Linked DNA regions of Danio rerio: regions 1, 2 and 3 are each linked to region 4. The links are chromatin contacts, called in public HiChIP or PLAC-seq and Micro-C maps. All regions are on one chromosome and are shown on one strand. Each heading gives the region's core, a stretch centred on a gene start, on an enhancer-like site or on the middle of the called end of the contact. The rest is flanking DNA. Distances are from core to core; before and after follow the strand shown.

What was found. Hi-C and Micro-C count contacts between places; a contact is called where the count stands out from the background. HiChIP or PLAC-seq counts read pairs in DNA pulled down with a chosen protein or histone mark.
Region 1: a contact with region 4 is called in a Micro-C map of caudal fin, with 8 times the contacts expected there. The contact joins the promoter of lgals3b here to the promoter of dact1 in region 4. A contact is called at or near these places in 4 of 18 Hi-C or Micro-C datasets (caudal fin, embryo and an unstated tissue) and 2 of 4 datasets of contacts at active chromatin or transcription factors (embryo and gastrula embryo).
Region 2: a contact with region 4 is called in a Micro-C map of caudal fin, with 3 times the contacts expected there. The contact joins the enhancer-like site here to the promoter of dact1 in region 4. A contact is called at or near these places in 1 of 18 Hi-C or Micro-C datasets (caudal fin) and 2 of 4 datasets of contacts at active chromatin or transcription factors (embryo and gastrula embryo).
Region 3: an H3K4me3 HiChIP or PLAC-seq map of embryo shows a contact between it and region 4, with 4 times the contacts expected there. The contact joins the enhancer-like site here to the promoter of dact1 in region 4. A contact is called at or near these places in 4 of 18 Hi-C or Micro-C datasets (caudal fin, embryo and an unstated tissue) and 2 of 4 datasets of contacts at active chromatin or transcription factors (embryo and gastrula embryo).

Annotation. Positions count from the first base shown.
Region 1 is chr17:12,026,461-12,033,971 of GRCz12tu, forward strand. lgals3b (lectin, galactoside binding soluble 3b) reads right to left here and starts at 5,849. Exons shown (of 6, transcript NM_214693.3): 1 at 5,788-5,849; 2 at 2,225-2,235. The coding sequence starts at 2,230.
Region 2 is chr17:12,337,052-12,343,940 of GRCz12tu, forward strand. All of the region lies in intron 30 of si:ch211-185a18.2, which reads right to left. Among named protein-coding and RNA genes, the nearest start is that of dact1, 130 kb to the left of the region's middle. Within about 2 kb of position 5,425, at least 5 of the 62 cell types and tissues checked have an H3K27ac peak or open chromatin away from gene starts, as enhancers often do.
Region 3 is chr17:12,048,849-12,056,240 of GRCz12tu, forward strand. No RefSeq gene overlaps it. Among named protein-coding and RNA genes, the nearest start is that of lgals3b, 20 kb to the left of the region's middle. Within about 2 kb of position 5,188, at least 21 of the 62 cell types and tissues checked have an H3K27ac peak or open chromatin away from gene starts, as enhancers often do.
Region 4 is chr17:12,205,060-12,212,347 of GRCz12tu, forward strand. dact1 (dishevelled-binding antagonist of beta-catenin 1) reads right to left here and starts at 5,416. Exons shown (of 4, transcript NM_214731.3): 1 at 4,800-5,416. The coding sequence starts at 5,117.

The sequences.
Region 1 (7,511 bases), core at 4,599-7,098, 180 kb before region 4:
TGAGCACCCAGTTAAGAGGGATGTGCGTGCTTTTGTACAGTTTTTTCACTGAATTTAAACTAAGAAATGAAGTTGAACATTACTACATTTAATTTGTTTGTTTAAACTTAGCTTTAATTGTAAGAAGAATTTTTTTCCAGTGTAAATATGCAAATATGCAGCTACTATTTCACAATCGTGAATGCACAAGTTGTTCTAGTTCTTCTAGTTTATGTAAAGCACTTTGAATTACCATTGTGTATGAAATGTGCTACTTAAACTTCCTTGCCTTGCTATTTAGCTACTATGAATAATTATACTGTTTTATTACTATATTCAATACTATACTTTATTATTACTGTTACTATAACTAGTATGATTAAATAATTATTTAGTAAGAGCAAATGTGGCTAAAAGAATTCTTTATAAATAATCAGTAGGCCCAGATTGGATCTGCGGATAGTTTTTTACTATTTTTCCACAGAATTTTGTAAAACAAATCTGTGGATTTATGCGGAATGATTTTAGGAGCCTCTAAACAAAATACTTAGTATATGTAATAAAAATAATGTGAAATCAAATAAATGTATTTAATGTTTACAATGTAAATCCAATTAGATCCATTTATTTGGTAAAAAAAGCAAGTCTCTTATATAACAAATTTACTAAAAGTCAGAAAATGTGACTTTACAAACTGCATTGTAAATAAATCAGTAATAATAAGTCAATAATATTACTAAAAAATTATTAAAAATTATTAATTTAAACACTGATTAAATTAAAATGTACACAAATATACACAAGTAAATAAATAGACTCAATGATGGGCTAAAAATTCTGTGTGGGCCTAATCAGTAATTACTAAATAACATTAGCCTCATTTAGAACTATTAAGTAATTATGAAAAACTATTAAGTTAATTATTAACAAAGACTATAGAATACACAAGACATGTCACCTGTATGCTTTTGAATGGGGAAAAGTGTAACAGTCAATATGGCGAATGAAGCCCCGCCTTTTAGTACAGGAGCCAATCAGTGATCGATATATGGCAAGTAAAGCTCGCCTTCTAGTACAGTAGCCAATCAGCGATCGCTATTGAAGGATAATTCTCCGGGGGAGGGGCTCAGACCAGATTTTGTGTGATAGAACATTTAGAAATGAAACTAAAGAGACAGTTGTTGTTTAATTTTATTGGTTATTCATAATACGGATTTTAATCGTAAGCTTGGCAAGCAGTTTTTATAGAATTCGATGTTTCCCCATTCAAAGAGAATGCCCGGGCATACAGCCAGAGAGGCGTTTTAAAGATGGCCGCCGAGTGAAATGACTTGCATGATAAATCATGTTAGTAAAGTGTTAACTAACATGAATAACAGTCAAAGCTGAGGTTCCGATGTAATGCACTCCAAAAAAGACCTCCTTTGTCCCTGACATTGATCAGGAACTATGCACTTATTATAAGCTTTACCAATTATGCTAACATGTTGTTCATGTTAACTAACGCGTTAACTAACTAAGTTTTCATGAACAAGGATTCAGTATTGCTTTATAAATGTGTTGTTTATTATAAGATCAAGTGATCTAATCCATTAACAAACGCGTTAGTGTATGAGTGAGTAAACATGAACTAATTAAGCTGTTCATGTAAAGAGATGCATTAGATAATGTGTAAATAAACATTAACAAAGATTAAATAATGCTGAACAAAGTCCTTAATTACTGTTAGATCATGTTTACTAATGCATTAGTTAACACATAAATAAATGTATAGTTAACATTAACAAAGGTTAGGTAATGCTTAATAAATGCTTTATTCATTGTTAGTTCACGTTAACTAATGCATTAACTAATGTTAACTAATGCACCCTTATTGTAAAGTGTTACCAAATAATCTAAATGACTGGAAGTAAATGTTAAAAAAAAGTATCATTAATTCATTCATTAACTTTCCTTTGGCTTAGTCCCTCTTCTATCAGGGGTCACCACAGCGGAATGAACCACCTTCCTTCAGCTTAGTCTCCTATAATTATTATTTAATACATTAATTGTTTGCAGTTAGTTAAAGATTCTAAATGAAGTTGATTTTGTACAGTAATTGTTGATTAGTGATGTTTGTTCTATTTAACTTCACTGTCACTTATTATTTAGTTATACTTATTTCCATATTTGTCTTGGGTTACTTTCTGCACAGTTATGTATTGACGGCAGACCATTATTCTGAAGCGTCACCAGATGTACTTACATCCATGATTTCTGAAATGGAAACAGAGAGAAGACATTGTTAATTTCACAGAAGGTAATATTTGTGCTATAACTGGCTTTGCCATACATTTAAAAAAAAATTTTAATGTTAAAATGTTCATTATTTTAGGTAAAAAATAGATATTTGAAGAAAGTTTCACATCTAAGTGTGGTTATTGTAGGAACTGAAAGGTGATTTGAGCTCTTTTATGCCATCAATATACACCCTCCTTTTGTAACCTTTCACTTAAGAGACACAAATTGATTTGAGCTGAATTTAAACACAGAAATTAATTTGAACGATACTATATTTAATTGATTTGTTTCAACTCTTTTAAACATTATTTTCAAGCACTTGCCTTAAAAATGTAGTAAATCCAATTGAATCATTTTTTCCAGTGTAAATATGTTGCTACTATTTCACAATCGTGAATGCACAAGTTGTTGTAGTTCTTCTAGTTTATGTAAAGCACATTAAATTAACATTGTGTATGAAATGTGCTACATAAATACCCCTTCCGTTCCTTGCTATTTAGCTAATATTGATAATTACTCAATTTCATTACTATATTCTAAACTATTATACTCTATTATTACTATAACTATACCTAGTAGGACTAACTAATTATTTAGTAAGAGCAAATGTATTTCACAGAAGGTAATATTTGTGCAATAACTGGCTTTGCCATACATTTAAACTTTTTTTATGTTAAAATGTTCTTCATTTTAGGAAAAAATAGATATTTCAGTAAAGAGACACACTGAGAGACACATTTTTATGAAATATTTCAAAGCAATTTCACAATCTTAAATGCAGCAGTTGTTCTAGTTCTTACCCAGTTAAATAAAAAAGTTAAAGTGAATAAAAAAGTTGTCAAACATTTTGTAACATTCCTATTTTCTATATTGATAAAATATTTTAGAAAAACAATTCTGTACAACTTATTTTATAGGGTAAGGAAATATGGTGTTTCATTATTTTAGAAATATTAGGAAAAATACTTTAGAATTGTCCAAAAATAAAAGATTATTTCATCCAAATGTTAAGTGAATAGCTATATATACTGTATAGCGGGGCGGCACTGTAGCTCAGTAGTTAGCACGGTCGCCTCACAGCAAGACCACTGGTTTAAGTCCAGTTGGCATTTCTGCGTGGAGTTTGCATGTTCTTCCCATGGGTTTGCTCCGGTTACCCCCACAGTCCAAAGACATGCAGTATGGGTAAACAAAATCGGCCTTGTATGAGTTTGTGTGTGAATGTGATGAGTGTAAGGATGTTTTCCAGTACTGGGTTGCAGCTGGAAGTGCATCCGCTTTGTAAAACAAATGCTGGAATAGTTGGAGGGTCATTCTGCAGTGGCGACCACTGATAAATAAGGGACAAAGCTAAATAAATAAATGAATACTGTAGCTACAGTATAGTATGAATTGTTATGTATTCTTGTTCAGGCTTGTTTCTCTCAGTACCTTTTCTTATATTTGTTACCAAGTGACACTTATTTTGATATATTAAGTGGATTTATATGTCTACAAAATAACAGGTCACTTAAAAATAGCCTATGGGGTGTCCCCGACATGTCTAAAATGTGTCAAAATGCAGTTTTCTCTGTGTTCTTGGTATTGAGAAACAGCCCATGTCTTCTTAACCAAACACACCTGATTAAGATCATCAGCTCATTAGCTGATACTGAAAGACCTGTAATAGGTGTAACAGACAAAGGAGACATCCAAAACATGCAGTGTTGGTGCTCCTCCAGGAACGTGGTTTAGAAACACTGTCCTAAGTAAATATAAAAGCCAGTTAATTGATTTTTATATGAAGAACTCTGGAAGTTTTTGCTGAAAAGCATCTAAAAGATATGACATTGATAGACTTTGACAAAATCTTTGTTATAATCAGGGTGCAAATTACAGAGGGGTTTGACCCCTAATTAACGCTTGATCCACCCTAAAGGACATCAAAACAAGATGTATGGGAGGTCAGCCCTTTGATAGTAAGAAATAGCTTTCTCTGATCTCTCATTTATATCTTAAATCTTACAGCCAGATCGCACGAGGAAACTTAAGTATTTTACTTTTTGTCAGTTTATCGGCTGACTCGTACGATTACGTACAAGTTCAGTCGTCTAAAAACGTACGATTTTAACCTCTCCGGAAACTGGCAGTTCTAGAGCACTGACATAGACTTCTTAAGTATTTACAAAACATGTTTCATGTAAAATAGGTGTTTATATCTGCATGCAGTCAAACAAAAGAGAAAAATTAGACATAATTTGTATAGTTTGACCAACAGTAACCTCTAAAATAGTCACTAAATATCCCTAAAAACACTAAAAATCTATACATTTCATTAATAAATGAGATGTAATTTAAATACATTCATAAATTTGATTCACTGAAGCATGTATTACAAAACTACTACTGAAAAAGTAGACCCCAACCCCCCGATCGTCGATGTGTAATTCGCACCCTGGTTATAATGTTTAACCGGTCAACTACATTGGGAAAATAATAGGTGCAGTTGAGTGCTAAAGGTAATGCTGTATCTCCTTAAAACCACCCATGCATTTTTTGTATCAATATTTGTTTTAAAAACTACACATTGGTCCCCTGGTGTTACATTACATTTTGTCATGAGCTGATGACTCATTTGTCCTCGAAACCACCCACCACACCCATACATTTACTGTGTGAATGGAGCCGGAGGGAATGCGTGATGATTTAGATAATATGATATTAATAATAAATACTGTGCAGAGCATAATAAATGCACACTGGTTTCACAGAAAGGCAAAAGAATAGTTTGGCCAAAATGAAAAATGTACTCTCAGTTTACTTGCACCCAAATTGGTTCCAAACCATTATGACCGCCCCCACCCTTTGTGGTTTCTTTTATTTTCAGGAAAGCTGGAAACCTCTATTTCTCTATTGACGTCCATAGGTTTCTAGCTTTCTTCAGAATATCAGAAAGTCAAACAGGACTGTTTCAAGTAAAGAGTGAGTAAAAGATGACAGAATTTTCATTTTTGAGCGAACTATTCCTTTAAATCAAATGAAGCTCTATGAAGATGAACTGTTTTGTTGACATGTATGGCTTATACTGACATGTTATGGCTTATGAAGTGAATATGTGGAATATCTGTACATTTTTACGTGTAAACGTTGCATGTAAGCATCCGTAACTCCAGATCAGTGTATTCCCTGAGGAAAAAATGATTATTGTGTAATCTGCACTCAAACGTAGCAAACAATGCATCACTGCAAGTTCTGACTCGTCAGCAGGCATGTGGTTTTCACCAGGCCTCTGAATCTCATGAACGGATGTGTTTAAAGCTAGCAAAAGTACACTTCAGCTCTTAGTTTCAAAAGCGCCATTTGTTTACTATCTGTAAAACTCACAGGATGCCATTTTATGTCGACATCACCTACTGTTTGCATTAGGCAAAACTAACCCACCACATAAATACACATGTTTGAATATCAATATGCAAACACGTACACCAAAGTCTAATCCAGAGAGTGCTGATAAAGTTTTGAAAATGAGGCTAAAAGAGGCATAAATACCTGCGTGGTGTAGCTGATGGCACAAAGTTGCAGTTGTGTGGAGGAAGTTGGTAGACAAGCAGGAATTTAAGGTGGAGCTAAAAAATACACTCTCACACCCCTCTAAACCCTCCTCTGTACTTCTGAGAAGAGGACGCACCCACTCATAATACAAACAAATGCACCGATATCCATAGGGAAATACATTTAATCAGAGGCGAGACTATAAATAATATGTTAACTAGTATGCTGAAACATTCTTATCCGATTGTGTCAATATTAGTGCGTCGGTGTGGTCTGAAGGTTGTGCACTTGGGTTCATCTGAGGTGCATAAACTCCGATTTCATGTGTTTTAAGGATGGGTGTAATCAGGGGAGTTTCTGTTTTCTTCCAAGAATCCAAGGCTGAACAAAAGCCAAGTTGCCTTGGAAACTAGGTGAGGATTATAAGTTCAAGACATATGCAGTGTTGCGTGGTAACTGGCAATGCATGGAGGTCTACAGTATATACAGCAGACACACCTATTCACTGTTCATTCATCATTCATCTGAACTATTTCAGTATAATATATATATATATATATATATATATATATATATATATATATATATATATATATATATATATATATATATATATATTAGTAAAATTTGTAAGAATAGGACAATAGCAAAAATAAAGTCACAAAAGCTGTCACTGAGGTTGTACTTTTTACACATTTGTACATAGTGCATGTAGCTATACATTAGTAGTTCAAAAAATTTAATAAAAAAGGTTTTGTACCTTTATATCTGATGCTGCAGTGAATTTAATAAAAGCAAAGAAATATAGTATCATTGTATTAGTAACATGATTTTTTTAAAAATTCACCACGCTATATATTCCAGATCTGCTTATTCGTTTCATCCATCATTTATTGCCAATATGAAAAACAACTACTCTTGCTTGGTGGTTCAGCTCATTAGATTAAAAGTGTGTATGTATGTGTGTATGTATATATATATATATATATATATATATATATATATATATATATATATATATATATATATATATATATATATATATATATAGTTGAAGTCAGAATTATTAGCCTTCTTTGATTTTTTCATTTCCCAAATGATGTTTAACAGAGCAAGGAAATTTTCACAGTATATCTGATAATATTTTTTCTTCTGGAGAAAGTCTTATTTGTTTTATTTCAGCAAAATAAAATCAGTTTTTTTGTACCGTTTTAATGTCAATATTAGCCCCTTTAAGCTATATATTTTTTTGATAGTCTTTAGAACAAACCATCCTTATACAATAATTTGCCTAATTACCCTAACCTGCCTAGTTAACCTAATTAAGCCTTTAAATGTCACTCTAAGCTGTATAGAAGTGTCTTGAAAAATATCTAGTATTATTTACTGACATCATGGCAAAGATAAAACAAATCAGTTAATAGGAATGAGTTATTAAAACTATTATATTTAGAAATCTTCTCTCCGTTAGTTTCAACTGCTAATAATATATACATACACTACTAACACTTAAAAAAAAACACAAATAAAAATATGCATACATTAGCAACCCCTACCATATTGTTATCAGAGACACCTTTTATTAAAGGGGTTTTATGTAGCTCTTTAAAAAGGTTATTTAAGTTTTCAGGTGTGCCAGAACATACTTTTACGCTTTGTTGTCTGAAAAGCGCATGATTAATTTATAGTGTTACAGTACCTTCCTCCCCTAGAACTTTCAC
Region 2 (6,889 bases), core at 4,175-6,674, 130 kb after region 4:
GAATCAGGATCAGAACTAAACATGAGTTTAATTGAGGAAAACAACAGGCTTGGGTTCCTACAATGGTGCCGCAAGTCTACTTTAAAGAGACAAGTATGTGGTTTTTAACGATAGATAGAACTATAGAGAGCTTTATATGTTAAAAGAATAATAAATAGATTAACAGAAAGACAAACAAAGAATGAAAGGACTATACAATTAAACAATAAACAATGTAGATAGACAGAAGATAGACAAACTAGAAAGAGATGGAAAGAAAATTTTAAAAAGACAACATTTATGAAAAATTTTATATAAAATAAAAAATAAGTAGACAAAAAAGATAGAAGAAAAAAGATAATAAACTAAAGCATTAAAATAATAAATGAATGGAAAAGAATGAACAAATGAATGAAAGAAAAAAACAAACAAATAAATTAAAAAAGAATGAACTAAAAAGAATAAGCTAAAGAACAAAAAAACTAATAAAAAATAAAGAAGAAATGAAGGAAAGAAAGAACAAACAAATGAAAGAAAGAAAGAAAGAAAGAAAGAAAGAAAGAAAGAGAACAAAAAAGAATGAACTAAAAGAACAAAAGAACAAATAAAAGACAGAACATACAAATGAAAAAAGAATGACAGAAAAGTATGCACAAATGAATGAATGAAAGGACAAATAAATGAACAAAAGAAGGAATGAACAAAAAACTAAAGAAAAAATAAACAAAATAACTAAAATGGAATGAACAAAAAAGCAAAAAAAAGAATCATCAAATGAACAAAGAAAGAAAGAAACAACAAACGAATGAACAAACAAAAAGAAAGAATGAAACAAAAAATCAATTGAGGAAAAGAAGAAAAAAGACAAACAAGAGATGACAGAGAAAGAAAGAAAGAAAGAAAGAAAGAAAGAAAGAAAGCAAGAAAGAAAGAAAGAAAGAAAGAGAATGAATTAAAGAACTAAAAGAACAAATGAAAAAAGAACAAACTAAATAAATAAAAGAATTAATGAGAGAAAGAATGAATAAATGAATGAAAGAAAGAACAAACAAAAGAAAGAATGAAACAAAGAAAAAAATAAGCAAAAAACAACAACAAAAAACAAGAGGATGAAAAAGAAAGAAACTTAATAAACGAAAAAAGAACAAACAAAAGAACGAACGGCTGAATAAATAAATGAACAAACGAACAAAAGAATAAATAAATGAAAGAAAGAATGAGATAAAGAATGAATGAATGAACGAAAGAACAAACAAAAAAAGAATGAAACCAAGAAAGAAAATCAACTGAGCAAAAGAAGAACAAAAAAAACAAGAGATTGGATGAAAATGAAAGAAAAAAGAGAGAAAGTAAATTAACTAAAAAAACAAAGAACAAACAAAAGAACGAATGGATGAATAAATGAACAAACACAAAAGAAGGAAGGATGGATGGATAAATGGATGGATGGATGGAGGGATGGACGGACGGTCGGACGGACGGACGGACGGACGGATGGATGGATGGATGGATGGATGGACGGATGGATGGACAGACGGATGGACGGATGGATGGATGGACAGATGGATGGATGGACGGACGGACGGATGGATGGATGAAAGAACAAAGAATGAATGAACAAAAATAATGAATGAAGGAAACATAGATAGACCAACACAGAATGCTTCTCCTCCATATAATACAAGCAAATGAGGCCATCAACAATAGGAAACTCTATTGACCAAGTTTACACAGACCCCATTCCAATCAGAGCAAACAAGGGCTCTTAGGCAGATGCATGAATGCACATGTGGACACACGTAATGTCCAGGCAATCTGCAAACTGACTGCAGGCACTCAAACACAGGTGCACCTCCGGCCATTCTGCTGTGCCACTGGTGCGTCAAATTACACAGTGAGAGAGAAAAAGGGAAAATCCTCAGAGCAAATGTAATGACACAGAACGAGCTGACGTTCAAACACTAATCACGTCCATTCAGCCCTCAGTGCACACACACTGACTCTCATCACACACTAATGACACACGACAGGCCGCACCGAAACACAGCGTCTGGACAAACCTCATGTCAAATACATATAGAAAGGAGGAACGGCTGAGCAGGACACAGAAGAACATTTGAACTAATAGACTTGAGGAAACAAAACATGACAAATGAAAAAAGGGAAAGAGGGATGCAGAGCACAGAAGGCAAGGAAAAAGGAAATGGATAGTTTTCTAGGTTCACATTAAGGTCACTCAGTGACACGGCTAACTGGATACACATGCATAAGTGATTTTTTAAATAATTTATTTCAATTGAATTGAAATTAATCAAACTGTGAAATGGATATTCATGTCTGTGAAAAATTAAACCAGAGAAATGACTATATGCAGCGCTCATCCCCAGGCTAATACCACCTCTACAGTGAAGCATGGTGGTGGCAGCATCATGCTGTGGGGATGTTTTTTAGAAGCAGTAACTGGAAGACTAGTCAGGATAGAGGGAAAGATGAATGCAGCAACATATAGAGGCCTCCTGAATGAAAACCTGCTTCAAAGTGCTATTGACCTGAAGGCTGATTTATACTTCTGCGTCAAACACCGGCGTATGCTACGGCGCTGACGCATAGCCCTTCGTCGTGGCCGTCGCTAACGTGCACCTCTCAAACATGTAACTACAGGTCATAACGACGCGTAGCGCAAGCTCTGTGATTGGTCAGCTTAGTAGCGCTGACGAGTCTGGGCGGGACCGAGAGCCGCGCGAATGGCGCGAGCTGGACGCGAGCCCAATGGAGCGATTGTTTACAAGTGTGGAGTCCCGTGAAGGAGCTCCTGATGGAAAGATTTGTTTTGTGTTTACCTTATAGTTAAAGTTGTTGCACGTCCGCCGGTTCCTGTCTCAAAATGAGCGAGTTTGAGCCACTTGTACATCCAGGAAGTGTTCAGGAAAAGCAAAAAAGCAGAGAAGAAACTCGACACAGAGAAACATTTTACACCTCACTGCCCACTAGCGTTTCGGAAGTGTTAATTCAGACCAACAGAGACAGCGCGCAGAAGTATAAATGCACAGCTACGCGCGTTGCCTGCGCCGTGGGTCACGCCGGTCACTTGACGCAGAAGTATAAACCAGGCTTTAGACTTGGGTGACGGTTCATCTTCCAGCAGGACGATGACCCAAAGCACACCGCCAAAATATCAATGGAGTGGCTTCTCAACAACTCGGTGAATGTCTTTGAGTGGCCCAGCCAGAGCCCAGACCTAAATCCTATTGAACATCTATGGAGAGATCTGAAAATGGCTGTACACCATCGCTTCCCATCCAACCTGATAGAGCTTGAGAGGTACAGCAAAGAGGAATGGGCAAAAATGCCCAAAGACAGGTGTGCCAAGCTTGTGGCATCATATTTAGTAGGACTTAAGGCAGTAATTGCTGCCAAAGGTGCATCAACAAAGTATTGAGCGAAGGCTGTGAATACTGATGTACATGTCATGGTTTCCGCTACATTCATTGTTCCATAGCGGGGCGCCATGCTAAAATTCGTACCGCTACGGCTACATTACAGCTTCGCATTCAAAACATTTTATTTTTTTAATAGTGGTTGATAATCGCACCAAAACATATTAAAGGGTAAGTGAATTATAAAAGTGCGATCTTTTCTGTAACCGTAGTAGTGTTGTGCATCATTTGTTTAACTCTTAAGGTTACATGCTTGCTGACTAAATGACAGGCGTGTGATGAGTGAGGCCAACAAACACGACGTATAGCCGTTTCACTTTACTTCAGGACACATTAATGCTACTCTTTAGGTCTATTAGAGACATTCAAAAATATTTGTAGCAAATCTAATAAATGTTGGAGGCATACTCGTTACATAAACGCACTAAATTGCAGCGTTTCTTTGAGAGCGCACAAGAAGATCTGTGCGCACTTGAAGCGGCTTATATTTGAGGGGCGTGTAAAAAGTTTTGTGCACGAGCAGAGGAAATTGGCGCGCAAGCTCAGAGATTCGCTTGCTGTAGGCTATTACACAAATGCGATCCTAACTTCTAATACTGCGCTAACGACATTTGTCATTGAAATAATAATGCCACAGGTAGTTGGTAGGTCTGTGTAAAAAAAAAAAAGGGCCTGCCGCCACAGCTGGAAAAAATCCTAGAGGAAACACTGCATATGATTTTTCAGGTTTTTTAATTTGTAATAAATTTGCAACAATTTCAAAAATTCTTTTTTCACATTGTCATTATGAAGTATTGTGTGTGGAATTTTGATTAAATAAATGTATTTAATCAATTTTGAAATAAGGTTGTCACAAAACAGAATGTGGAAAATGTGAAGCGCTATGAATACTTTCCAGATGCACTGTAGAGACAAGGGGCAAATTGAACTGGACTGGAATTTCTTTTTGTAATTAATTAATTTAATTTTTTTTAGATCTAGCAAAAACCTTAGCACTAGTTTGCAAAACTATTTAAACTAACAAAAAATGCTAAATACCTGAATGTTTTGTTGGTGGTGGCTGGATCTGATGCAAGAGAACTTGAGTCAAGGATTCAACTGATATAGGTCGCTTCGGTTGCGATTTACAACCCATTTCGTGTTTTAGACTGCTGTAGCACCACCATCAGGCCTAACAAGCCTCAGTGATGTGGTGGACGGAGGGTACAACAATCTTACCAAGTTTTAAGTCTCTATGACTTACAGTTTGATCTGCCTAATCAGATAGGTGACCTTTGAACTTTTCTAACAATACCAATATGGATTCAGCACTTGAATCCTTAATACATTTCACCACATGAAAAAAACAGTGACAGATTACGAAAGAGGAGTAAAATTGGCAGCTGCAGAGACAGAGGTGTCTCCTGTCAGCAAATTAGGGTAAACCGTTTAGGACATGTACTCGAGTTCACAATGTTCCCTTACATAAGACACAATTAAAAGCACTGGGGAGAGAGAGCGCCTTCTCAGCACTCATCTCATTATGTCCAATCTGCAGAGCTGACCTGCATTTGCACACATCCAGCACTCTAACATCCAACAGACACCACTCATTGCTTTAACCCTGATCACTTCCAACTGTCTTGCATCATCATAAATGCATCAATGTGTCATTTAGAGCTGCACGAACACAACTACGACCGCCTCTATTGCATAAATGATTTGGATGGAGTATGAAAGAGAATGTCAACAATGTACATCGAACACATAAATATGCTGTCAAACTAGGATGCATATACAGTATCTGTATTCATATATATATGTATATATTCATACTCAGACTATTGGTCTAGCCTGACCTACAGAATAAATAATGCATTTGCCACCGCAGCAGCTGCTGTCACAAAAGCATTTGTCTTCTGTTGTGTCCCCTCACACCTGACTCAAGTTTATAAAGCTGACTCCAGCATCTCTGAACCCCTGATGCCAAGGACAGAGACCTCAGAGACAAGTAGACAATCATGCTCAGACTCAGACAAAAGAACAATGCAGACAGAGCTGCAACTGCCCTATAAGTGTACTGCCATCTAGAGCCTGCAAAAAAAACAGCAACTGTTTTACTGAAATAACAAAATCCAAATTAAGAGTGATAAAGAGTGTATAATTAGAGTCTACAATTGTGTAAAATTACACATTAAAATTCTAAATTCAAGAATCTTAGGTAAAATGATGGTAAAACTGTTTAAAAAATACTTTGTTTGTGGAGACACCTAACATCTAACCCAGTGGTTCTCAAACTGTGGTACGTGTACCACCAGTGGCACACAGGCTTCCTTCTAGTGGTAAACGGAGGAATGAAATATGTCATGCACATGCTACACACATTTCAAAATTTACAAAAAATGATGTATATAATACGACATATATGACATATAGCCTTTATTTCTGAGATAATCTGCCACGTTTTTTTACTGTGCAGAGTTGTAGCTGCTTTACTGGGCCTACTACGCGACTGTATTTCAATACTGGTCATTTTGGTGGTACTTGGAGAGACGATTTATTTCTGAGGTGGTACTTGATGAAAAAAGTTTGAGAACCACTGATCTAATCCATTTATTATGGCATTAAAACATTAAAAGCCAACCACATCTGAAACTGTTCAACTAGACACAATATTTAACTAGCTGTTTCCATCCAAAAATGTGAATTAGCAAAACTGGAATATTGCAGACCGGGGGACCCAAGTAGGAGCACTCACTCTGGTCCCCCGGGCTCTGTGCTGGTTGGGGAAATTCCAAACGTAACCAAAACAAACCATTTCAATTGGCTTAAGATTGGCAAGCAAATTTCAGGACATTGCTTATATGGACATCTGTAATCTAGTTATTTAACATAGACAATAATATACTTAAGGTGTTTACGTGAAGTGCTTTCATGTAAGATTTTCTGTAATATTGGGTGACTTTAACTGCAGTTTGGCTATCAGTTTCACTATCATTCAAGAACATTTCACTCATGCCCCCATGACAAACTGGGGTATTAGACGCAAATAAGGAGTAAGGACTGGTGAGAGTTTTATGGAATGTAATAACGCACACCAAATGGAAAGAAAAAAACTTCTGCATTTTGCGATGTAAGTGTGTGTGTGTGCGAGCGGTCCTTTACTGACAGCCGTGTGTGTGGATCTTGTCGGAAAATATGGTGAAAACTTCAACATGAAGGTAATAGTTTGATCGCGGTGTTTACTTCAATAATGCCACTTTTATATTCATACTCCATGTCTAAATTCTATTTCTGTTTAGTTCAGTTATGACTTCAGTCGGATTAAGGTCATCAAAAACAGCTGTTTGGAGCTTATGTAGGGATACAGTTCAAAATTCATGATTAACTGAATAAACAGTTAGTAAACACAAGTACATCTTATTGAACATTTATTTTCATCACCAATTATCATAGTAGAACAGTTTCTCAAGCAGTTTGTGATGCATTTTGGA
Region 3 (7,392 bases), core at 3,938-6,437, 160 kb before region 4:
AACGTAAAACAATTCAGCTGTTGCAAAAAAATCCCTCAATTAAGAATTGCTTCAGCTCATTTTAAATGAGTAATTTGAACAAACTGCAAACATATTTTATGTATTAACAATCACTCTCAAAAAAAGGTACAAATAATGTTCCTTAAGGAACAGTTTTGTACCCTTGTAAAAGTTGTACCTTATATGGTACAGAAAGACCTGATGATACTTTTATGGTACAACTGAAATGGCTGGTACATCGATAGGGGGGTTGGTTAAAGTTACCGGAGTTTTCTGAGATAAATAACAAAATGGGAGGGTGGCGGGCGATGGGTCTGAAATACGGGAGGCTCACACATACACTCTGCACTCTGACTACTTCAATGTTGTTGTTATGCAGTGGTGTGGCATTTCACCGTGTCTCGTGCTGAACACTGTCGACCAATCGCAACAGGCTGTCATCGGTCCAATCAGCGCAGATTAGCTTCGCGCTAAGGAGGGGTTTGGGAGCAAATTAATTGCTAAAAAAATAATATGGAAGTCGCTGGGATAATTAGGTAAAAATAAATGCATATTATAAGACAATGAAAGTATTTTTTTAACTGGAGACCCTTAAAACCAAAATATGACCCTTTTTAATGTATAATAGGGGCTCTTTAATACTATTATAATAGTCATTAATAATGCTCTTGACTGGTATTGCTATACTACACATTTACATTTACACATAGGCATCTACTTGAGAAGTTTATTTATAATCTAATTTCAAGAGGATCACGTGCTTATGATTGCTTGCGGCTGGTCCCGCCTTATCCAATTTATGATTCACCAATCAGACGATTCCAAAACCACTATAAATTCCCTAAGTTCCATATAACAGCCATCTTCGTTTTGAAGAATGCCCCCTTCCACCCCTACTCCTTCTTCTTTCCTAGATGGGTGGCAAGGTGGTCCAGTGGTTAGCACTGTTGCCTCACAGCAAAAACGTCCCTGGTTCTAGTCCTTACCAAGCCAGCCGATGTTTCTGTATGGAGTTTACACGTTCTCCCCGTGCACACATCAGTTTCCCCCGGGTTCCACGGTTTCCTCTCACCGTCCAAAACATGCAACTTAAGTTAATTGACTAATCCAAATCGGCATCGTAGACATGCTCCTAGTAAGTAGTTATCTCTAAAGAGCAATCACTATCTGTTCTTTAGTTACTGCAGCAGGAGAGTTCTGGAGATCTACCTGAGCTCAAACTCCCCTCTCGCCTTGCAAAAGGGAGTGAGCCCTAGGCTCAAGGATCTTTTGAGCTCAGGGCTCTCTCCCAGGACAGCATGCCAAACAAGCTTATAATCAATCATTAGTTAAGTGTGAACTCTTGAAACACACACAAATATCATGTTGGCTGTCTTGTGTGCTTTGTTGACCCTTTCCAAATTTGGATTGTAATGATAATCGTTTTAGATTGTGGCGAATAAAATGTTCTGCCATTTTCTCAAAGTGCCACTAGGAGGCGCTGCACTGTTCTGCCCTCCCTCGAGCTTCCAAAACCTTATTTCCGGGGTCGGGAGGAAGCGGAAGGGCAGGTACACAGTAGGAGACCATAAAAGGTGGTGTTGAGGATTGCTCCAGGTGGCTGTTGTTGTTGTTGAGGTTGTTAGAGCTGCAGTTGGAGTAGCTGTTTTCTTTGCTGTTTTTTTTATTCGTGTGTTGGTGGTGAAATCGTGGGGAGAGAAAAAGACGAGAAACAAGAAAGATGCAAAAGGTGAAGAGCTGTTGGCTTTGAAGATGGAGGTGTGGCGATAAATACTGTGGTGTGAAAGTGATGGTGGACAGGCTGACCAGAAAAACTACACGAGCGATTAAGTGCGAGGGGTCTGCAGGATCTTATGGGGATTGAAAGCCAAGGTGGACCTGTACAGAATCAGCGTTGTTTGCCGGGTCAGTTATTTAGGTCATTCACATTCATTCATACACCCATACAATCCACACCCATTGCTACTCAATTTCACAAACCTTCTTTACATTTCTCTTTCTCTCTGGTTTCCGTTACCTCAGCCACACGTTATTATTGTTTGTTTGATTGATTGTTTGTTTGATGTTTTCTTTCTTTTATTTTATTGACTTATCTAAGCAGTGATTTCTTTTTTTTGTTGTTGTTGTTAAAAATCGTTCAACCAAGATTGAACAGGGGTAAAAAGAATTGGTTATTATTTAGAAAATATATTTGTTGTACTGTGTGATAAAAATACAACAGTTGATTTCATTTAAAGTGTGTTGCGTTGTTATTATTTATCCTTTTCTTTTGCATTGTGTATGGTGGTTAAATGCCGGCTGTAGCTAACCAGGGTATTAGTAAATGTTTTTTTTCTTTTTGGCAAGGAAATCTTGTCTGGCGCCCAAAGTTTAATTAAAAATATTGATAACTAATTATTTTTTTGTTTTGTTTGAGGTCTGCTGGGAGTTGGATGCTCAAAGAGTTGGATGATCATCAAACACTAAACTATATGATCAGAAATTTTAAAAGAGGTGATTTTCGGTGCACATCATAACATAATGCTGGCATCCATTTTGAGTTTTGCTTTTGTGCTATGTTTATCTTATGTTGAAGATGTTGATATATGTTGTATATGTTAACAGACAACACAGTGACTCAGTGGTTAGCGATGTCACTCCACAATAAGAAGATTGCTAGTTTGAGTCCCGGCTAGGCCAGTTGACGTTTCTGTGTGGAGTTTTCATGTTCTGCCCATGTTCACGTGGGTTTCCTCTGGCTGCTCTGGTTTCCCCCACAGTCCAAAGACATGCGCTATATGTGAATTGAAACATATTGTTTATAATCACTCAAAAATGGATAGAAACTTTCGAATAATTTGTTTAACCTGGTGAATATGCTTGTTTACAGGACAGGCACTGGCACTGTACCTCAACCTGCTCCTGAAGTTCTACATCGCCTCCAGAAGCCTCCAGTCAGGGTGTGAGCACCGCCTTGTGGTGCCATCGTAGAGAGGCTATAAGGCACACTTGTACCCCATCCCATCACACTCAACGGCCCACGCTCACAGGGCCTGAGCACGCTTACGTCATCAATGATGCACTGTTCAGTTTAAGTTTAAGCTTTCGCTCAGCACAGTGGAGATTTCTTTATTTATATAATTTTAGTCGTTTGAGATGCGGTGACATGCAGTCAAATATTTTGCCGAACAGATCAGCCACTTTTGACGCTCATAAACAATCATAAAGTCCTTGTGCTGCAGGTTTTAGGGGGGTTTGCTGAAGGTGCAGCTGTCGTGCAGTGAGGGGTTTGCATCTTTAATAATCTACAACAGTTCGCGTTTATTGAACGGTAGGAATGATTAATAAAACCATATGAAATAGTCCCTTAAAAGTCACGTCTTGTCTTCAGTTTCGGGCTCATGCGCGCTTTGCACTCACACACAAGCATACCACGCTAAGGTGAACCAAGCTCTGGCACACCTGTACCAAGTGAACCGTGCCTGAGCCCGATTCAGCGCACTCACACTTCTCAAACGATCCAGGAAACGGGCATAGGCACGGTTTGGATAGCATGGTGTGAGTACGCCTTAAGTCATTTTCCAAAACGGTTTCATTCAATGTTTCTCGCTGGTGGAATAATCTTTCCATTCGCACTCAGACTGCGTATACACTGGTATCCTTCAAACGACAACTAAATATCAGCCATCTCTTCAGAAAACACTTGAACCCTGGTGAATAATACTAAAACCACCAATAGAAGCTCTTTTTTCTCTTAAAAAATAAAATAAATCCTACTCTAGTACTAAATTCTCTGAGCACAAACAAGTTACTTTGAATAATTAGCACTTCTTGTCTGTATTGCCTCTTGTTGAATCGCTGAATACCTCCTCAATTGTAAGTTGCTTTGGACAAAAGCATAAGCTAAATCAGTGGTCCTCAACCACCGGGTCGTGCACTGGTAACAGTCTGTCGACCAAGTGGTACCAGGACGCACAAGAAATCATTAATTCCGTTTTATTTATTATCGGAGTCTGAACAATCTTTTTTTTTTTCAATGTTTTTGTTTTGAAAAATGACTGTGTACTCTTTCTTACATCTCGGTCACTTAAGTTTCCAAATTTAAACCACAAGCAGCAAAATGAGTAAGAAACAGACGGCTTTGGAAAGCTTCTTTTCTAAGGGGAAAATGCCCAGTGATGGACCCACAAACTGCCAAGGAAAAGACCCGCAACCCATTTGTCAACAAATCAGGTGAATCCACCATGTCTGTGCACGAAGATCAACTGCTGGAGATTGCAAATGATGGCGGTCTTTTAGGGGCCATTCGCATATTGTTAACGTCATTTCCATTTCCACCTCGGTTTACGTTATTAAAATAACATCATTTCCAATTCAGTGCTTCACAGTGAAGATTAATTTAAATGTTAACACAATGTAATGTTCAACAATATCAGAAACTATTTTCTGTAAGAGTTAGTGCTCATAAATATCCAAACCTTAAAATAAAAAATATCAAATAAATACAGAAATAGCCTATATTAAGCTACATTTATAAAATAAAGATTAAAATTAAATGTATTTTTATAAATATGAGAACATTAAATGGTAGTTATATCTCCAACACTGTTCTTTAAAACATCACAATGTCCTTTTCTGCAATATCTGAATATATATTCTCTGCAAAATTGTTCACAGGTATCCAGTCCTTAAACACAAATAAAGCATTAAACAAGTATTGCACTGTTATCTGACAGACATTTTAACCCCAGTATTACTTTCTAATGATGGCTTGATCTTTTAATAAACACTGCAGTGCTTTGTAATTTTGTCCGTAAATAAAACTTGTATCAGAGTGACAGCAATGTTTTGTCAGCTTGTCATCCTCTGAGAAAACGGTTGATGGTTGCATATCCGGTCCACGGACCAGTCTGCGGTGAAAAAAGGTTGGGGACCAATGTGCTTAATTACTAAATGTAAATGTGTGTGCATTTATGGGAAGCTTTGAAGGCATTGTTGTCTTTAATCTTCTCTCTGACCACACTCATATTTTAAAAAACTGTAGTAAAAACTAACAGGATTTTGTCACACTTTAAAAACAAGACGAGGCTGCACTTACGCCAATATGTTCCCAGTTCAGTCAGGCATAAGCAACAGGGATCACCAGAGCAATACTTTAGCTGAGTAGACTGTATGCCTCACACTGTTTCCACCCACACACCCCCTGTTTTTCTCACACATGCACACGCATGCACATACACAGAGAGAGAGAGCGGTCAATCAACCTGTCTGGTGCGCAGATGTCTTTCACAGATAAACCAAAGAGGCTGACTCGTGTCACTGATGCTGAATGGGATGTCAGTCAAGGAGAGACTCTGAGATAGGCTATTATCTGCTTTTCTACTGCAAAACACTGGACTACATTGGCTGCCTGTGTCTTTGTAATGCGACACTAAGCAAAGACACAGGGTCAGAGGTGGATGAGCATTTATCGCTTAAAACTCTCATATTATATTTTAATACATTACATTAAACAACAGAGCAACCAGCCAGAATACTGTGGTAATCATGTTACCCTAGCAACCATCCAAAACATCTTAGCAACCACATAGAATGCAAAAAATCCTAAACACCCACTTAGAACACAGTAGCAATGACTATCACACCTTAGCAACCACACAAAAAACTTAACAACCACTTAGAATGCACATGAACCTAAACAACAACTGAAAATACAGTAACAAACAGCATATTACCTTAGCAACCATCTAGAATGCTATAGCAACAGACCTACTGTAAACAACCTAACTGTCAAAACACAACCACATAAAATGCCTTAATAATGAACTCAAACAACTACACAAATCGTCTTAGAAACCACACAGAATGTAATGTAACCTATAGAACAAAACAGCCATTTAGAATAGCAACAATACAAAAACCTTAGCAACCACTAAGAATTACCATAATACCCTTGCAACAACCCCAAACCTCTTAGCAACCAGCAATAATACAAATTTATATAAACAACAAAACAAACACTTAAAACACTGTGACAATGACCATAAAATCTTGGCAACCATGCAAAAATACCTTAGCAACCATCTAGAATGCCGTAGCAACAATTCTAAACAACATAACTCCCCAAAACACCATAGCAACCACCTAAAATGACTAAATGAGGAACTCAAACGACCACCCGGAACACTGTAACAGCCTTCAGAACATTGTAGAAGTCACAACAATATCCTAGCAATAACTTAAAACATCTTAGCAACCAAAACGTAAATTTATCAAAACAACAAAACAACCTCTCAGAACACTGTAGCAATGACCATAAAACTTGCCAACCACACACAAAAAAACATAGCAACCACCTAGAATGCTGTAGCAATGGTTCCAAACAACTTAACTCCCCAAAACACCATAGTAACCACCTAAAATAACTAAATGATGAACTCAAACAACAAAGCAACAAACCAGAACACTGTAACAGCCACTATGATACCCTAGCAACCACCCAAAACATCTTAGCAACCACAAAGAGTGCAAATTTATATAAACAAAAAAAAAAACCCACTTAGAACGCTGTAGCAATAAACATACAATTTTAGCAACCACACAAAATAGCCTAGCAACCATCTAGAATGCTGTAGTAGTGGATCTACTACATCACTTCCCAAAACACCATAGCAAGTACATAAGATGACAAAATGACGAACTCCAACAACAAAGCAACCACACAAAACACTGTAACAGCCCCCATAATACCCTATCAACCACCCAAAACATCTTAGCAACCACAAAAAAATGTACATTTATCTAAACAACCACCCAGAACACTGTAGCAATGATGATAAACTAATGGCAACAGCACACAAAAAACCTTAGCAACCACCTAGAATGCTGTAGCTATTGTCCTAAACAGCACAACTCCCCAAAACACCATAGCAACCATATAAAATGACAAAACAATGAATTCAAACAAGACTGCAACAACCCAGAACACTGTATCAGCCACTACAAAACCCTAGCAACCACATAAAGCATCTTAGCAACCATGAAGAATGCAAATTCATCTAAACAACCACTTCAAATGCTGTAGCAATGGATCTACAACATAACTCTCAAACAAAGCAACACCAACCAACCATCTAAAATGACTAAATGATGAACTCAAACAACAAAGCAACCACCCAGAACACTGTAGCTGCCACCATAATACCCTCGCAACCACAAAAACATCTTAGCAACCACCAATAATGCAAATGTATCTAAACAACCACACAGAACACTGTAGCAATGACCATAAAATCTTGGCAACCACACAAAAAACCTTAGCAACCAACTAGAATGTCATAGCAATGGTTCCAAACAACATAACTGCCCAAAACACCATAGCAACCACCTAAAATGATTAAATGATGAACTAAA
Region 4 (7,288 bases), core at 4,166-6,665:
TAAGCTTGTTACAACACCATGATTTAATTAGTTTCCACTTAAATTATTATGGTTTCAGTAATAAATAAGTTGGACAAACTTTATTCTTTTAGATGTAAGAAGTTGAAGTAATTTATTTAAGTTGATTCAATGAGACTTTTCTATTTCATTTGAGAGGATCTGCACTACAGCCCTGGCAAAAATCTGCAAACAATTTTATTTCATAATGCACATCCCTTTTCCTATTCTTTTTTTATTATGAGTGCAAATCATACACCCACAAATAGCAATAGAATAGACATAAAATAGCAGGAAGTGTGTAAACAGCAATGACATTCAGAATAATGGTAGTATTTAAATAGTATTTAGCATTCACACTGTAAAATAATTCTTGCATGCCTTACATTTTTTTGTTTAATAAAATGAACATTGATGGCATGGTGGCTCAGTGGTTAGCACTGTCGCCTCACAGCAAAAAGATCGCTGGTTCAAGTCCAGTTGGTGTTTCTGTGTGGACTTTGCATGTTCTCCCCATGTTTGCGAAGGTTTCCTCCGTGTGTTCTGGTTTCCCCCACAGTCCAAAGACTTAAAGTGTACTGGGTAAACAAAATTGGTCATATTGTATGAGTGTGGATGTGAGAATGCATAGGTGTTTCCCAGTACTGGGTTGGGGCTGGAAGGTAAAAGATATGGTGGAATAGTTGGCGGTTCATTCCGCTGTGGAAATCACTGATTAATAAAGGACTAAGCCGAAGGAAAATTAATGGATAAAATTAACTTCTCCAGTCATCTCAACTCACATCAATCAAACTGACTAAAAATGTTACGTTACATTTGCATTAACTTTTTTTAGTTGAAACCTGATTAACTTATTAAAAGAAGTTAAAGCAACATAATAATATTAGTTGTCTTGGCTTTTTGTCATTACATTTTAACAGTGCTTAATAATAATAATAATAATAATGTGAATAATACCAGTTATAATACTAAAATTGATGATGATGAATGTAATATTCTGTAATGACGACAACAGTGATATCATTAATAATAAAGGTAATAATAATAATGTTGTAATAATAATAATAATAATAATAGAGAATAAAAGTCACATCCTCAGCACATGCCACACTGTAAAAACAAACAAAGTTGACTCAACTTAAAATTTTAAGGCTACAAACTTCAGGACATTATTGAGTTTACTTAACGTTCAACCCAATTACTTCACTTGACTCTAGGCATGAGCCGGTATAAGATTCTGACGGTATGCTAACCTTGGATAAAAATATCACAGTATTGTGATTACTGCTCTAAAATATCTTCTTTTTAAATGTCTGGGTAAAAAACTACAACTTTTCTCTCTTTGAACATAATATATTTTATTTTGAGAAACATATATCATATTTTAGGGGAGTAAACATGTCAGGCTAAATAATTCAAAAGAATCATTGACTTCTGCTGTCTTCATTAGTTTCAGAAACACGGATTTCTTTACAATTAAAACAGCATCTTTGGATATCTTTTTTGCTGGAAATACTGCTGTCCTACAAAACTTAAAACAAAATGTAAATAAAAAATCTTACACATACCTAAAGAATGGTAAAGCAGAAAATTTTGACGATTTTAAAACCTTGAGTTTTCCAAACCATGGAATACCTCAAAAAGCAGTTATCATCCCATGCCCACTTGACTCAATTTAAGTTGAGTAAAATCAAAAATTTCCTGAAGTTTGTTGCCTTAAATTTTTAAGTTGAGTCAACATTTTTTTTACAGTGCATATACAGTTAAAGTCAGAATTATTAGCCCCTCTTTATTTATTTATTTATTTATTATTTTTTTTTTTTAATATTTCCCAAATTATGTTTAATAGAGTAAGAAAATTTTTACAGTATGTCTGATAATATTTTTTCTTCTGGAGAAAGTCTTATTTGTTTTATTTCGGCTAGAATAAAAGCAGTTTTTATTTTTTTTTAAAACATTATAAGGTCAAAATTATTAGCCCCTTTAAGCTATTTTTTCCCCATAGTCTACAGAACAAACCACTGTTATACAATAACTTGCCTAATTACCCTAACCTGACTAGTTACCCTAATTACCCTAGTTAAGCCTTTAAATGTCACTTTATGCTGTATAGAAGTGTCTTGAAACATATTTAGTAAAATATTATTTACTGTCATCATGGCAAAGATAAAATAAATCAGTTATTAGAAATGAGTTATTAAAACTATTATGTTTAGAAATGTGTTGAAAAAAATCTTCTCTCCATTAAACAGAAATTGGGGAAATAAATAAACAGGAGGGTGAATAATTCTGACAACTGTATATCCTATCTTCTGTGTCTGATCATGTTTTTTTAATATAAATATCCTCCTAACCCTAAAGTCCTCACGAAACTAATCAGACAAGACGTAATGAACAAAATGAGAGTCACACCTCGCATGGGAACAACATTCAACTTCGACACACCGCTAGAGAGCAATTGGATGCATCTGACAACACCCGTATCATGTGCTGCATTCCAAATTAAGCGTGGTAAAACAGCAGACCGAGGAAAATGTGGCCCCTTCAAAGCAGACGGACACTGCTTCAAATGACCTATAATCAGAGGCATGTTATCTGCTGCAAATTTTAACTGCTGCTCGCTGACAGGGGAAGTAATGCAGTGCAGATTCCAGGCTATATGGAGCGGAGGAATGGCGTTTCCTCCACTGCAGAGCGAGGCTGTAAAAAATGCCTGGTCCTGACAGGAGGGCCGCGGGTGATTTATGGGCCCTGAGCTCTCAGCATGCTGGCCTGTGCAGACCATTTTTACACAAAGTGCCATTTGCAGAGCACACCAATGGTTATTTTGAAACGGCGTCAAATTAACCCCAGACCACTGTTGACGGCCTGGGCTTCGGGAGAGAGGAGTCTACATTTACTGTTTATAGTCAATTCACAGCACAAGGCCACAGAGGACTGGTTGTTTATTCTTGTGGAATCATAAGGACATTAGGCATTATATGATTCACACATCACCGTCGACTTTACTGCAGATGTGGGTGTGCGGCCTGCAAACTGACGGACCTCAAGATAAACAAGTATAATCATGCCAGACTACATCGGAGAAGATTCAACCACTTGTGTACAAGTCTGAGGCTTTGGCAAAGCATGGAAATTGAATCCAAATCTTGTAATTCTTCTTTGTGTACACAATACGTTCACCGCAATGCATAGGGTTACAATATTGGAGATGTTTGCAAATACCCAGAGTGGAACCAGGTGTCTTTTTGGCCCAACTGTTAAATTTAATCTCGCTCATCCTCTACAGCAGGGGGGCTTAAGCTGAGCTTGTAAAAAAGTTCATTTCCATTGAAACCCATCGACTAATCTCATTCAGGCCATTCAGACCCCCTCCTAGATCTGCATTAGGAACTCTGGGATGTTCTACTATCTCCTGGAAGTTTTATTTAATGGTTTTCTCATTGTTTTAATGTCATTCTAATGATTATAAGGCTTGGGTTTCTGGTGTCACATGACTGTAAAGGCCAAAAATAGAGACTTTGTCTATTTTAATTTTTACTATATGACAAAAAGTTCATAAAATAAAGTTTTGATTGAGCTCAATACAACTATTTCTGAAATTATGGCTATAAAAATGATGTTTGTAGAATTAGAACTAGATATTTTTCAAGACACTTCAATACAGCTTAAAGTGACATTAAAAGGCATAACTAGGTTAACTAGGCAGTTTAGGGTAATTAGGCAAGTTATTGTATAACAATAGTTTGTTCTGTAGACTATAAATATAAATATATATATATATATATAGCTTAAAGGGGCTGATAATTTTGACCTTAAAATGGCTTTAAAAAAAATTAAACTGCTTTTATTCTAGCTGAAATAAAACAAATCCGACTTTCTCCAGAAGAAAAAAAATTATCAGACAAACTGAAAACCTTGCTCTAACATCATTTGGGAAATATTATATAAATATTTCAACTGTTTATAAAGAGTTCAAATGCAAAAACCTCTAAATGCCGTCTGACATTTTCTCCTAAAAATAGGTATTTTTTTCTTTCTAGCTTCTGTGTGTATGTTCAGCAAATCCAAATCAATTTTATGGCAAATATGTTCTTTGCATTGCCTTTAAAGTGAAACAACTGAACACAAACATAGGATGCTGAGAAAAATGCAAATTTTAGAAGAAAATTTCAGATGGCACATATAGAGGTTTTTGCATCTGAACACTTCATTATATATAAAGTGTATATTATACATATATAATATAGTTACGGTATAATCATAACTGACAAAAAATGTATAACTCTGTTTATGGTAGTCTGATAATACTGAGGTTTTTCTTTTAGGTATTTTGAAGTACAATGCAAAAACAGTATTGACTTTTTACGTTACTACCCTGGTATAAAGTAGTAGTACCATAGTTTTTGAAAATAAAAGTTCAAATAATGCCAATCCAAAAAAAAAAAAAAATAAATAAATAAATAGACGACATAATAGCTAAAAAAATATTAATAATTAATGTAATAAAAAAAGATATTGCACCACATATGCACACTGAAAATAACGATTCATCAAATTTACTAACATTTTTCCAAGGTAAGTGGTTGGGCTGACTTTAAACAAATTTAAACAAACCAATCAAGTTGAACGTTACTATATTTAGTGATTTATATAGTAATGTTCAACAAATCAAGATGAACATTGCTATAAAAATAGTTTGCAACCTTAAAAAATAGCAAATCCATTGAATGATTCAATTTAGTAAATAGAACTATAATGAATAGAACTATAACAAAAAATAATGTCAATCTGCGACTCACCAACTGTTTCCTAAGCAACAAAATATTCTCCTCCAGAAGTTTCTCTTCAGTGTTCAGATAGCTGTCGTCCACTGTCAGGCAGGGTTTGTCTTGTCCTGCAGCCTCTGGACAGCTCAACACACTCCTGACCAGCAGCTCCTGCCTCTGCCTCAAGTACTCCAGCTCGGTCAGTCCCGCGACAGTGGCGTCCAAGCGCTCCCGGGCTCGAACCCGCTCCCCTTCGCCGTCCCGACAGCAGCGCGCGTCGCATTCCTTCCGATCCCGCATCATGAGCGCGCAATAATCCCTGCACACCAGCATCTCTGACCACTCGTTCATTTATAAATCCAATGAAAGCAATAGACCTGTGGAGAGATTCTTTCTATGAGCAGAGTGCATCTGAGAATCGCGCTCTCAGACAATCTCCATGCGTAAAAAGTGATCCAGAATTAGAATTCCCAAAACAGAAGTAATCATGAAATGTGAGCAAAACTATTAGTCCTTTAGAAACATGAAGTTTTAAAGCATGCTGTCCTTGCTGAAGCTCAGGATATAATGTGTAAATCCACACATACACGCAGAGAAAGACACAGAGAGGGTGTTGATGCGTCCCGTCCGGATGATACTGGGATCTGAATGTGTCCTGAAATGAAGCGCTCAGTCACACACACAGAGGAAACCGCGCTGATGTGGGCGCGCAGGGTCCTAACGCCCGTTTGTGTTCTCTGTCCTTCTGAAGCGGCTCTTTTATGCTATCAAATATGTGACCCTGGACTAAAAACAGTCATAAGTGACTTTTTAAAAATTAAGATGCATACATTATATAGAAGCTGAATAAACAAGCTTTCATTTGATTTATGGGATTGTTATGATAAGACAATATTTAGCCGAGATACTACTGAAAATCTGGAATCTGAGGGTGCAAAAATTCTAAATATTGAGCAAATCACTCTGGGTTTTTCTATATGCATGTAAATAAATCAATGATAAGGAGAAACACATATTTTGGATTATGGATATTTCTGGAAATAATTTTAGTTATTTTTATTAAATACATTTTTTATTTGGTTTATATTTGTTTTAATGACATTTATATACTATATAATATTCAAATATATATTATATAAATACATATTATATATAAACCATTATATTTATGTAGATGACATATTTTATTTAAATTATATTTATTTTTATTTTATTTATATTTATGCAAATTGCATCTACTTATATTTAATTTATATTTATTGTAATTACATTAACATATTATATAATCAATCATGTTAATGAACATTATTCTTTTTAATTTTTTTTTTATATTCATGCTAATTATATTTATATTTTGACAATTATATGTTAATATAATTGATTAATTATATTTTAATTATGTATTTTTATGTTTATTTATATTGAATTCATATTTATGTAAAAATAAATAAATAATTAAATATAACAGTATATTTTATATATTGACAATTACATTTATGCACATGAAATATATTTATTTTATTTTATTTATATTTAATTTATATTTATTGTAATTACATTTTTATATTATATATTGACAATTATATTAATGCACATCATTTTTTTTTATTTTGATAATATTTAATTTATATTTATACAAATTATATTTACATATTGACAATTATATTCATGCTAATTGTGTATTTTTATATTTATTTATGTTGAATTCATAGATTATTCAAATTATATATATATAAACATATATTATTTAAATATATATTATATATTTACAATATATTACATCACATACTTTTACTTTAATTATATCTATTTTTAATTTATTTTTATTTTAATTGTATCTATATTTAATTTAAATTTAAATGTAATTACATTTATATATTGACAATAATATTAATTCACATTATGCTTTTTTAATTATATTTAATTTATATCCATGCTAATTATGTATTTTTATTACTTTTATTTATTTTAAATTCATATTTATTTAAATAACATATATTGACAATTATATTTGAACACCACACAGAACACCAAATTTTACCATGGTGATGGCATCTACATTATTCAGCATTAAAATAATAGAAAGCATGAATTATTCATTTTTTTATGCATCTTCTCAAACTCGAGCAGAATCACATTTTGTAGCATTTGATATATTGTAAATGGATCTGAATGTAAACACATCAAAGCCTACAGCAATAAATAGGACCTTTTAGTACAAAATTTTAATACATTTAAAAAGAAAATCACTGTATGTAATCAAGTACGAAAACTGTATTTACTTATATTCTATTTATTATATTTACATAGTACACCAAATTTTATCAGTATCTATATTATCCAGCATGCAAAGTCAGCTACAGTAAATTATCCTATCATCTAATCATCGTATTAAAAAAACAAGATAATACAGGATGAATAAGAAATTAAAAACTAAATAAAATAAAACAAATGTATATTAAATAAAATTAATATACACATTTCTTATAATAAATGTAATAAACATATTTCTGTTTGAAAGT